Regions from separate parts of the Mus musculus genome. Here all the other regions are linked to region 2. Evidence: chromatin contacts called from public promoter capture Hi-C data. All regions are on one chromosome and are shown on one strand. Each heading gives the region's core, a stretch centred on a gene start, on an enhancer-like site or on the middle of the called end of the contact. The rest is flanking DNA. Distances are from core to core; before and after follow the strand shown.

Evidence for each region. Promoter capture Hi-C pulls out the DNA fragments that hold promoters and counts their contacts.
Region 1: a contact with region 2 is called in a promoter capture Hi-C map of pre-B cells, with 5 times the contacts expected there. The contact joins the promoter of Prdm8 here to the promoter of Cnot6l in region 2. A contact is called at or near these places in 4 of 39 promoter capture datasets (the 3T3-L1 cell line, hippocampal neurons, maxillary cranial neural crest and 1 more), 3 of 484 Hi-C or Micro-C datasets (embryonic stem cells and rod photoreceptor) and 4 of 115 datasets of contacts at active chromatin or transcription factors (astrocytes, embryonic stem cells, large pre-B cells and 1 more).
Region 3: a promoter capture Hi-C map of hippocampal neurons shows a contact between it and region 2, with 2.7 times the contacts expected there. The contact joins the promoter of Fgf5 here to the promoter of Cnot6l in region 2.

Annotation. Positions count from the first base shown.
Region 1 is chr5:98,179,609-98,182,308 of GRCm38.p6, forward strand. Prdm8 (PR domain containing 8) reads left to right here and starts at 1,261. Exons shown (of 4, transcript NM_029947.2): 1 at 1,261-1,504.
Region 2 is chr5:96,160,550-96,163,249 of GRCm38.p6, forward strand. Cnot6l (CCR4-NOT transcription complex, subunit 6-like) reads right to left here and starts at 1,441. Exons shown (of 12, transcript NM_144910.2): 1 at 1,388-1,441. It overlaps Gm52799, which reads left to right and starts at 1,246. Exons shown (of 2, transcript XM_030254979.1): 1 at 1,246-1,342; 2 at 1,590-2,700. The coding sequence starts at 1,246. The coding sequence ends at 2,206.
Region 3 is chr5:98,252,903-98,255,602 of GRCm38.p6, forward strand. It overlaps Fgf5 (fibroblast growth factor 5), which reads left to right and starts at 1,282. Exons shown (of 3, transcript NM_010203.5): 1 at 1,282-1,858. The coding sequence starts at 1,510.

The DNA of each region.
Region 1 (2,700 bases), core at 11-2,510, 2.0 Mb after region 2:
CTTTAGCGAGTAAACTATACAATTGGATTTATACTCAACCTGACCTATTGCTCAATTGAATTCCGGGAGAGTGGGGGTAGGAATTGAGGGATTGCCTGCGCCACTCAAAGGCCTTTCTTTCCTTAGGAATAGAAAGCCTACCAGAGAAAAACAGCCAGAGAGCCCCTAGCGTCATTGTTTTGTGGCCCCCGCAGAAGGAGAAAACTCTCTGGCTGTCAAAGACCTCAAGTCATTAGCATCAGCTGCCGCTCCAGAGGACAAGCCAGCGCCTCTAAGTGGCTTAGCGCACAAACGAGACTCCCGAGACAGCCTCACTCCTGTGATTCGGTCCACTCCTCCATCAACGGCTGGATGTGAAAGGCTCTTGAGAGTCCTTCTCAGTAATTTTTTTTTTAACTTTGAACCATCCTTTCTGTATCATGAGGTCTTAGAATCCTGGCCGCCATTATGGGACCCCCTTGGGAACCACAAAATACAGAGAGAGCACAGAAGGTGAAAAGCTTTAACACCTGAGTCCAATGACCTAGGCTTTTCCCAGCAACGCCCTCCTAGCCCATATCCACGCACAGACCCTTGTTCTGGGACCTAAAAACAGCCGAAGTCCCTTTAGGTGTCTGGCAGCATTCCAGACTTATCTTCTTACCCCATCCCATTGGATGGGAGATGGCTAGCCGAGTTCCCACCAAATCATACCCCCTGTCGCCAGTATTTACACGGGAGTCTCTGCTAGGTGGCATGAATGCATTTTAAGGAAGTCTGTTTGTCACCTCCTAGGCCACTAGCTTCACAGATCAGCGGCAGTCAATGGCCAAAGAATCCCGCGGGGCAAATTCTCACCCTCCTTTTGGGGGAGCAGGGACATACCACTCAAACTCTAGGGACATATGCAAGTAGTTCACGCGCTGGCAACATAGCCAATTCAACTCCTTGTCCTACGTCCTCTGAGTGCCCAGCAAAACGGAAAAGAACCGCTCTGCTCCTTCTGACACCTTCCTTCCTGAGCCCGAAACGGATTTTGCCAACCCAGGTGTCCCAGAGGGACCCAGCTGCAGGAGAAGGCAGGCCAGGATGCTCTCGGGGAGGCTATGCCACTTCGGGAAGGAGCTTAGGATCTGCCTAGCGCGGGCAGTCCAGAAAAACCAGGCTTGTGGCGCCGGAGGGATCTCCCAGACCGGCAAGAGTTAAAGGGAGGGGACGTGGGCTGTCACGCGTCATTGGGCAGATTATGTGCAGCAAACAAAAAGTGTGTGTCTGCGTGCCAGTCAGTCATTGCATCGGGTCCATCTGTACAACTCTCTCTCTCTCTCTCTCTCTCTCTCTCTCTCTCTCTCTCTCCTAATCTATCTGCATCTCTCTTCTCTCTTTGGACAGAACCCACAAGACTGACACCGACACCTCTTGACATGGAGATACACTAATGTAATAGGCAGGAAGGAACACTGGCTTGCACCCCGTTGGTTCCAGGTGGCCTTATTTGGGCGACTCGGTCCTGACCTTATTTCTGGTAAGTCTATTTGCTTTGACCTGGGAGGGGGATGGGAAGAGGACAGGTTGAGTACAAGGAGTGAAAAAATTGTCCCCCTTTTCCTCGTTATCTAGAAGATAGGAGGGAAACGACGCGGAATGTTGTTTCCACTGCCAATAAGATTATACAAAGGGAGGAGCGGGTAGGAGCACTTTTCTGGAGAAGCTAGGGACTGGGGAGCTCGCGGCTGCCAGACAATGCCAGCCCGGAGTGGAGGGAGAGCATCCGGCAGTAGCGACCGGCTTTCAGCGAGCCCAGCTGGCTCTGAGTTTCCCAGGAGGATCTGCGAAGGAAGAGAACCCGGGCCTAGGGATGGGCGTAGGACTGTGAAAGGCTAGATACTATAAAGCCCGGGGTCCTGCCTATCGCTATTGTGGCTGATTTGCGTCAAGGCGGCCACCGAGGCAGCATGGACCGCTATTAGCCCGGCTGTGGGACCTTTTCGCTGTATTGTTAGATAGAACTGCATTTTAATGACTGAGTCCCTGCTGTTGCCAAAGTGGAGGGCGATCTCCTGTCACAATAAAAAGCTTCTGTGAAGAATACTTTCAAACGCGAGGCAGAAATCAAGGTACAAACCGTTGAAATGTAGGCAACTGGGAAGAGAAAGAGGGTTTATACTGAAAGGGAGCTGAGAGAACCTGTATTCTGCAACGTATTTGACTTGCAATTGGAAATCAGAAGGGGACAGGACGAGTGCAGAAACAGAAAGTAGTATCATAAACTTTCTATGTTGTGGCTATTTTTCTTATTCCCACTGTCTGGAAAATATACTTGCCATTTGGGGCATATGGGAGAACGAATAGGAAAGGGGCTAGCCAAAGTTACAGGCATTGCATTTTCTTACATTTGTATGGCAATTGGCTAGTGGATGTTGATTTAAACAAAATACACATCGCCTATATTTTTCTTTAATGAGAAGCTAGCTGAACAAGAAAAGAGTAAGATCGGTTTTCCCCACGGCCACTTAAGGTATATAAATACAGAGACAATCACTGTCACTGGTGAAACTGCTAGGGAAAAACCAACTTAGAGGAATTGTTAGATTTCCCCAAGAAAAATGGCATGGCTAACTAAGACCTAGTTTAAATAATTTAAATGATTGCTTTCTTTAAGTGCTAAGTATTACAGGGGGTGTCCAGTGGCTGAGGAAGGAAACGATCCCTGTAAGACGG
Region 2 (2,700 bases), core at 191-2,690:
AAAACTGCTGTAGCGTGCCTTCACTGTGTACAAACAGCTCAGCTAAACTCCTGAACACAATCCGCCTAAACAGTCTAAGCTAAATAAGCCGCCGGTAGGGTTAAGATGACAGCTCCGGGAACTTCCTCTTCCTCACTGACCTCCTCAGTTCTGTGTCCACGCCTTTCCCTCTAGGAGGCAGGATATAAGCCATTTCAAATTCACAAAATTGATCCAATCCCACCAACACCACAGGCCAACAAGGCCAGTTTCCCTTTCTTCCTCTCTGCCTTTCCAGAGTGATTTCCAGGGAAGTGAAAAATCTAACCAACGATAAAGTATCCGCTGCAACAACTGCAACAACAAAGAACGTATTTACTCAAGCCTCTGCTCGCACAGCCTTAAAGGACGGACGGAAAGAGGAGATCCGAACCCCACGAATTCCGAGATTTCCTGTTTTGATTCACTTTCCCTCGGGTTCCCCACGCCAGCCTGGGAAGGCCTGCAGTTAGAACGCCAAAATATGCCTTCCTCTCCCCTTGGGAGACGCGGAGGCGGCACAGGCGACCACGATCCGCGTGTCCCGCCCCCGACCCTCACCTGGCCAGGCCCGGGGCAGCGCCCGGGGCCCGCGCGAGGACGGAGTCCCAGGAGCGTCTGGGGAGGCCACCGGGCGCGAAGACGGTTAGGCCGCGCTGCAGGCCGGCGCGCTTCCTGCCGCGGCCCCGGCCTCGGGAACCGCGGCCCGAGCCCCCGCTGCCCGCCGCCCGCCGCCGTGGGGGCCGCACTGCCTCCCGCGTCCACGGCGTGGGTTCCCGCCGAGCCGTTCTCACCTGTGAGGCTCTGAGCCCCGGCCTCGAAGCGGAAGGACCTCGACGCTCTGGGGTCCCCGACTCCGTCCCCCTCCCCACACGCACACGGCCTGGAACCCGCGCCCCCTGAGGCGACGCGGGCCGGCTCCCGCCGCCCGACACACACACACGCAGACACACACACACGCGACACACACGCACACCCACTCGCCGCGGGGCCGCCTCCCGCCCGCCAAAGTCCCAACTCACACACCCACACACGTTCGTCCCTCGCCCACCTCACTTCCCCGGGGAGACGCGCTCCCCCTCGCTCCACTCCCGGTCCGACTCCGAGGCACGGAAACACTCTACCTCATTCTCCTCCGCGGGCCCTGAACGAGCACCAGCAGCCATTTCCCCGCGGCTGGGGAAACACACACACACAAACACGCGCGCGCGCACCAGGGCCCCACAGATGCTCCCCTCCAGACCTCAGACGCAAACACAAACACCCACGCCCGCCCGCTCACCCCGAGGGGCCGCGGCGGCGGCGGGAGGCCGGGCCCCGGAAGGCGAGCGCGCAGGGCCGGGAGTCGAGGCCCGCGCCCCCTCCTCACCTGCATTCAGCGCGCCAGGGTCCGGACGGCGGCGACGGCGGCGGCGGCGGGGCGGCTGCTGCTGGGGCTGCGGCGGCGGGGGAGGCGGCGGCGGCGGTGGCGGCGGGGCTGAGGGCAGTAAAGACATGCAGGCAGCCCGCCGGGGGGAGAGGCACCGGCCGGAGGGGACGCGGGGCGGGCGGGCCGGGCCGGGCCGCCTGAGGAACCACCGAGGCGGCGGAGGGCGGCCGAAGGGAGCGCAGAGCAGACGGATCGGGGGGCGGGGAGGGGGGACGCGGGCCGCGCCGCGCAGGACCGGGGCGACCGGGGCGCGTAGGAGAGGGCCCGCGGTCGCCGGAGACGCCGCTGCGAAAGCCTCGCGGAGCCCGCCCTTGGCCTTGGCCTCCTGGCGCTGAGGCTGCCGCCGCCGCGGGGGTCGATGCCGAGCCGGGTCGCTGCCGAGGCCGGGGCCGAGGAGAGAGAAAAAGAGAGGGAGAAGAGAGAGAGAGAGACGCGAGCTTTCGATGCCTTCGCTCTAATTCACACACGCTCACAACCCCGAGGGCCGGGGAGAGAAGTCCAGGCGCTATCGCTTTAGAGATTAATAACAAGGTGCAGAGAGTGCGAGGAGGAGGAGGAGGAGAGTTGATTGACGTGGAGGGGCTGGCGGGAGTCAGTCACTCCCCGGCGCCGAGGGGTGGGGTGAGGGGAAGGGGGCGGGGCCCCGGCGCGCCGCGCTTCGGGAGTTGCGCGTGCGCGCGGGACGGCCAAGCGCCTGGCTCGCTTCTTACCGTCGCCCTCGCTGGTGTTTTGGGAAAAAAAAAAAAACTGCTTTATTAGATTGAGTGGAGGGTAGAAGCCGAGAAGACTCGTACGATTAGCAGAACCTAGGTGCTGATGCTGGGGATGGGGAAGGGACACGCGGGTGCTTGCACTGTTTCCTGACGCTGGCCCACGCAGGCCCACAGCAGAGCTCAGGGCATTCTGGGTGGTTAATTAAGGAGACCTCAGGTGAGGTGGAACGACCCAAGGAAATGTTTTCTGACGTCCTCAGTGGGTTTCTTGACTTCTTCTTCTTCTTTTTAAAAACAGCATGTGTAAATTGCATGGCGGGAGGTGGGTTTAAAAGCCTATGACGCTCTGCGATAACCCCGTCCTATTTTTAATCCTCTCTCGCGATAAAATTGTATTTGGCAGTTTGCGGCGGTTACGGAGTGAAAACATTTAAGTGTAAACTGGAAATATTATTGGTTACCGTGTGAATGGAGCTTGCTATTTTAAGTCCGGAGGATTTTACTTGTGCCACCTGAAGCTTCTTCCAACAAAGCTAGAAG
Region 3 (2,700 bases), core at 32-2,531, 2.1 Mb after region 2:
TTTACTCCCTTTGGCGATTTCCTGTGTTGATCAGGTGACTGGCTATCAGCTGCCTTGTCCCCAATCCACGGAAGATTTGCAATTCTGAAAACAAATCTACATCTGTTTTATAGGTTTTCACTATGAAGATAGGAAGCCTGAAGCAGATACTCAGTAATTAATAAAGTCATGTCTTAACATCTCGCATGATTGATGCGAGTTGACCCCATTGGGCGGCTTCATTGACTTTTCATTTTAAGTGACCAATGAGTGATATATCATAGTGTAGTTTAAAGTTTCAAATATGTTTTCAGACAGAAATATTCCAAGAATGCAAGTCAGGTATATTTCTCAGATAAATAACAGCCCCAGCATTACGTACGGGGAAATTCTTCCTTCTCAGGTTTCCCTAGGTTGAGATTCAGGGGCCTGTCATTAATCATTCATTAGGGTCGGTCCTCCAGTCAATGGAAGTTGAAGAGAGCTGTTGGCTAACTCCTCCAGGCAACGGATCATGGGGTCAGAGAGGACAACTGGGCAGTCCTGGTGTTCAGACTCAATTCATCCTTGCCTGGAGTTCAAGTGTGTCTGGTGTGTGTGTGTGTGTGTGTGTGTGTGTGTGTGTGTGTGTATGTTCGAGGGCGTTCACCTGTTCCAACACAGACATGGGTTTTCCTGAAGAAAAAGCTGGACACGTCGTGCATCCACAGAGTTTCTTAGAGGGCAGCCTGAGACCTGGCATAACAATTCAGGGTGGCTCTCTAGTGGAGAAATAAACGCACACCTTAGTTCTTTAATAAATCAATAACAGCGAGAAACCAGTCTTCTCTCCCACCCTGGGCCACCCCAAAACCTTCCCAAGTTCTGCTGCCAATCAGTTTTTGGTTCCCTTCGGAAAGTGGTTCCCAGGCTCCAGATGGCAGGGGCCAGCAACCTGGAATGCGGGTGCTGGGTAAAGAGTGAGTTGGCTGGGACACATGTGACCACAGAGGACGGGAACCCATGCCCACGTTGCCGTCCGTCCGTGCCCCTTGCGTGGAGAGCAGCGCGCGCGGAGCCGATTCCGGAGCCGCTGGCTCGGGCAGGGGGTGGGGTGACTGGGTGGCTCTTGACAACCGCTGGGTTGCATGACCCGTGCACGGTCGCAGCCAGCGTCCCGGGGGCAGCTTCTGAGGGCGAGACACCTCCTCCCACTCCCGGGATCGCATCTCCCTCCTCCTTCACACCCCCGCCCCCGGGACCGCGGCGCTCCCTCCCCGTACCGGCCGTGAGTACACAAAGCGGCGGGTGAGGGGAAGCTTCGCAGGCGTGCACGGAGCAGTGAGATCACTGGCGTTATAAATATCCCGGTGCCAGCGCCGAGATCCGCTCGGGTGGCCTCTCTCTCTCCCCCTCTCCCTCTCCCTTCCCCGAGGCTATGTCCACCCTGTGCGGCGAGGGAGGCAGCGCCAGAGGCACGCAGCCGCGCGGGGGCTACGGAGCCCGGAGCCAGCCCTGCAAGATGCACTTAGGACCCCCGCGGCCGGAAGAATGAGCCTGTCCTTGCTCTTCCTCATCTTCTGCAGCCACCTGATCCACAGCGCTTGGGCTCACGGGGAGAAGCGTCTCACTCCCGAAGGGCAACCCGCGCCTCCTAGGAACCCGGGAGACTCCAGCGGCAGCCGGGGCAGAAGTAGCGCGACGTTTTCTTCGTCTTCTGCCTCCTCACCAGTCGCAGCTTCTCCGGGCAGCCAAGGAAGCGGCTCGGAACATAGCAGTTTCCAGTGGAGCCCTTCGGGGCGCCGGACCGGCAGCCTGTACTGCAGAGTGGGCATCGGTTTCCATCTGCAGATCTACCCGGATGGCAAAGTCAATGGCTCCCACGAAGCCAGTGTGTTAAGTAAGTTGCTCACTCTCCAACAAAACCTGTTCTGGGAGGGACGGTCAAGATTCCTTTGGGCCACAGGCACCTCTAGGAGCCCTAGCGTCTGGGACTCTGCTGGTTCTGGAAAGAGTCCGGTAGGGTTTCGTGGAGATGCGTCTACTCAGAGCGAGCAGACGCACCCTTCTGTCTTGGGTAGTAAGCATGGGTAAGCCCAGGTGAGGTTACCGAGGTGAGACAGGCAGCTCTTTTCCAGAATGCCCGGGCCGAAAAGACTAGCCACCCACTCTAGCTGGAGAAGAAAAAAAAATAATAATAATAATGAAAGAAGTAACAATCTTTCTCCTGGTACAATTTCTTTCTACTTATGAACTAGAACCGCATTTTTCTTTAAGCGTTAAGTATATCTCTATTCCCTGTACATAATTTACGTTTATGAAAAGAACCCATCTGAGTACTTCCATTCTCCAACTACAAATATCCTATATATCCCATATTATGTTTGTTTATTAATATCTCTATGTAACTCCGAATGCTTAGGTATCTTTCACACGAATACATACATATGTAGATACATACATGCGTACATAAGCGCGCGCGCACACCAACTACACAGGTCTACGTAGAATTTACGTGTACATGCGTTTTGGAAGGGCAAAGTTCTGCTTGCAAGAAAGCAACATGATCTGGAAAACCGGACAGACAGTATTATGACTAAGTCCGGTGCTGAGTTTAACAACATTTAGTAGGCTGAGACCCTGACAATGTTAACCTTTGGTTTCCAGGGACAGATGGAGTAAAGTTCTTAATTTTAAAAGAATTACAGATGAGGTTGGAAATGGTTGTAAATTGAGCATAAC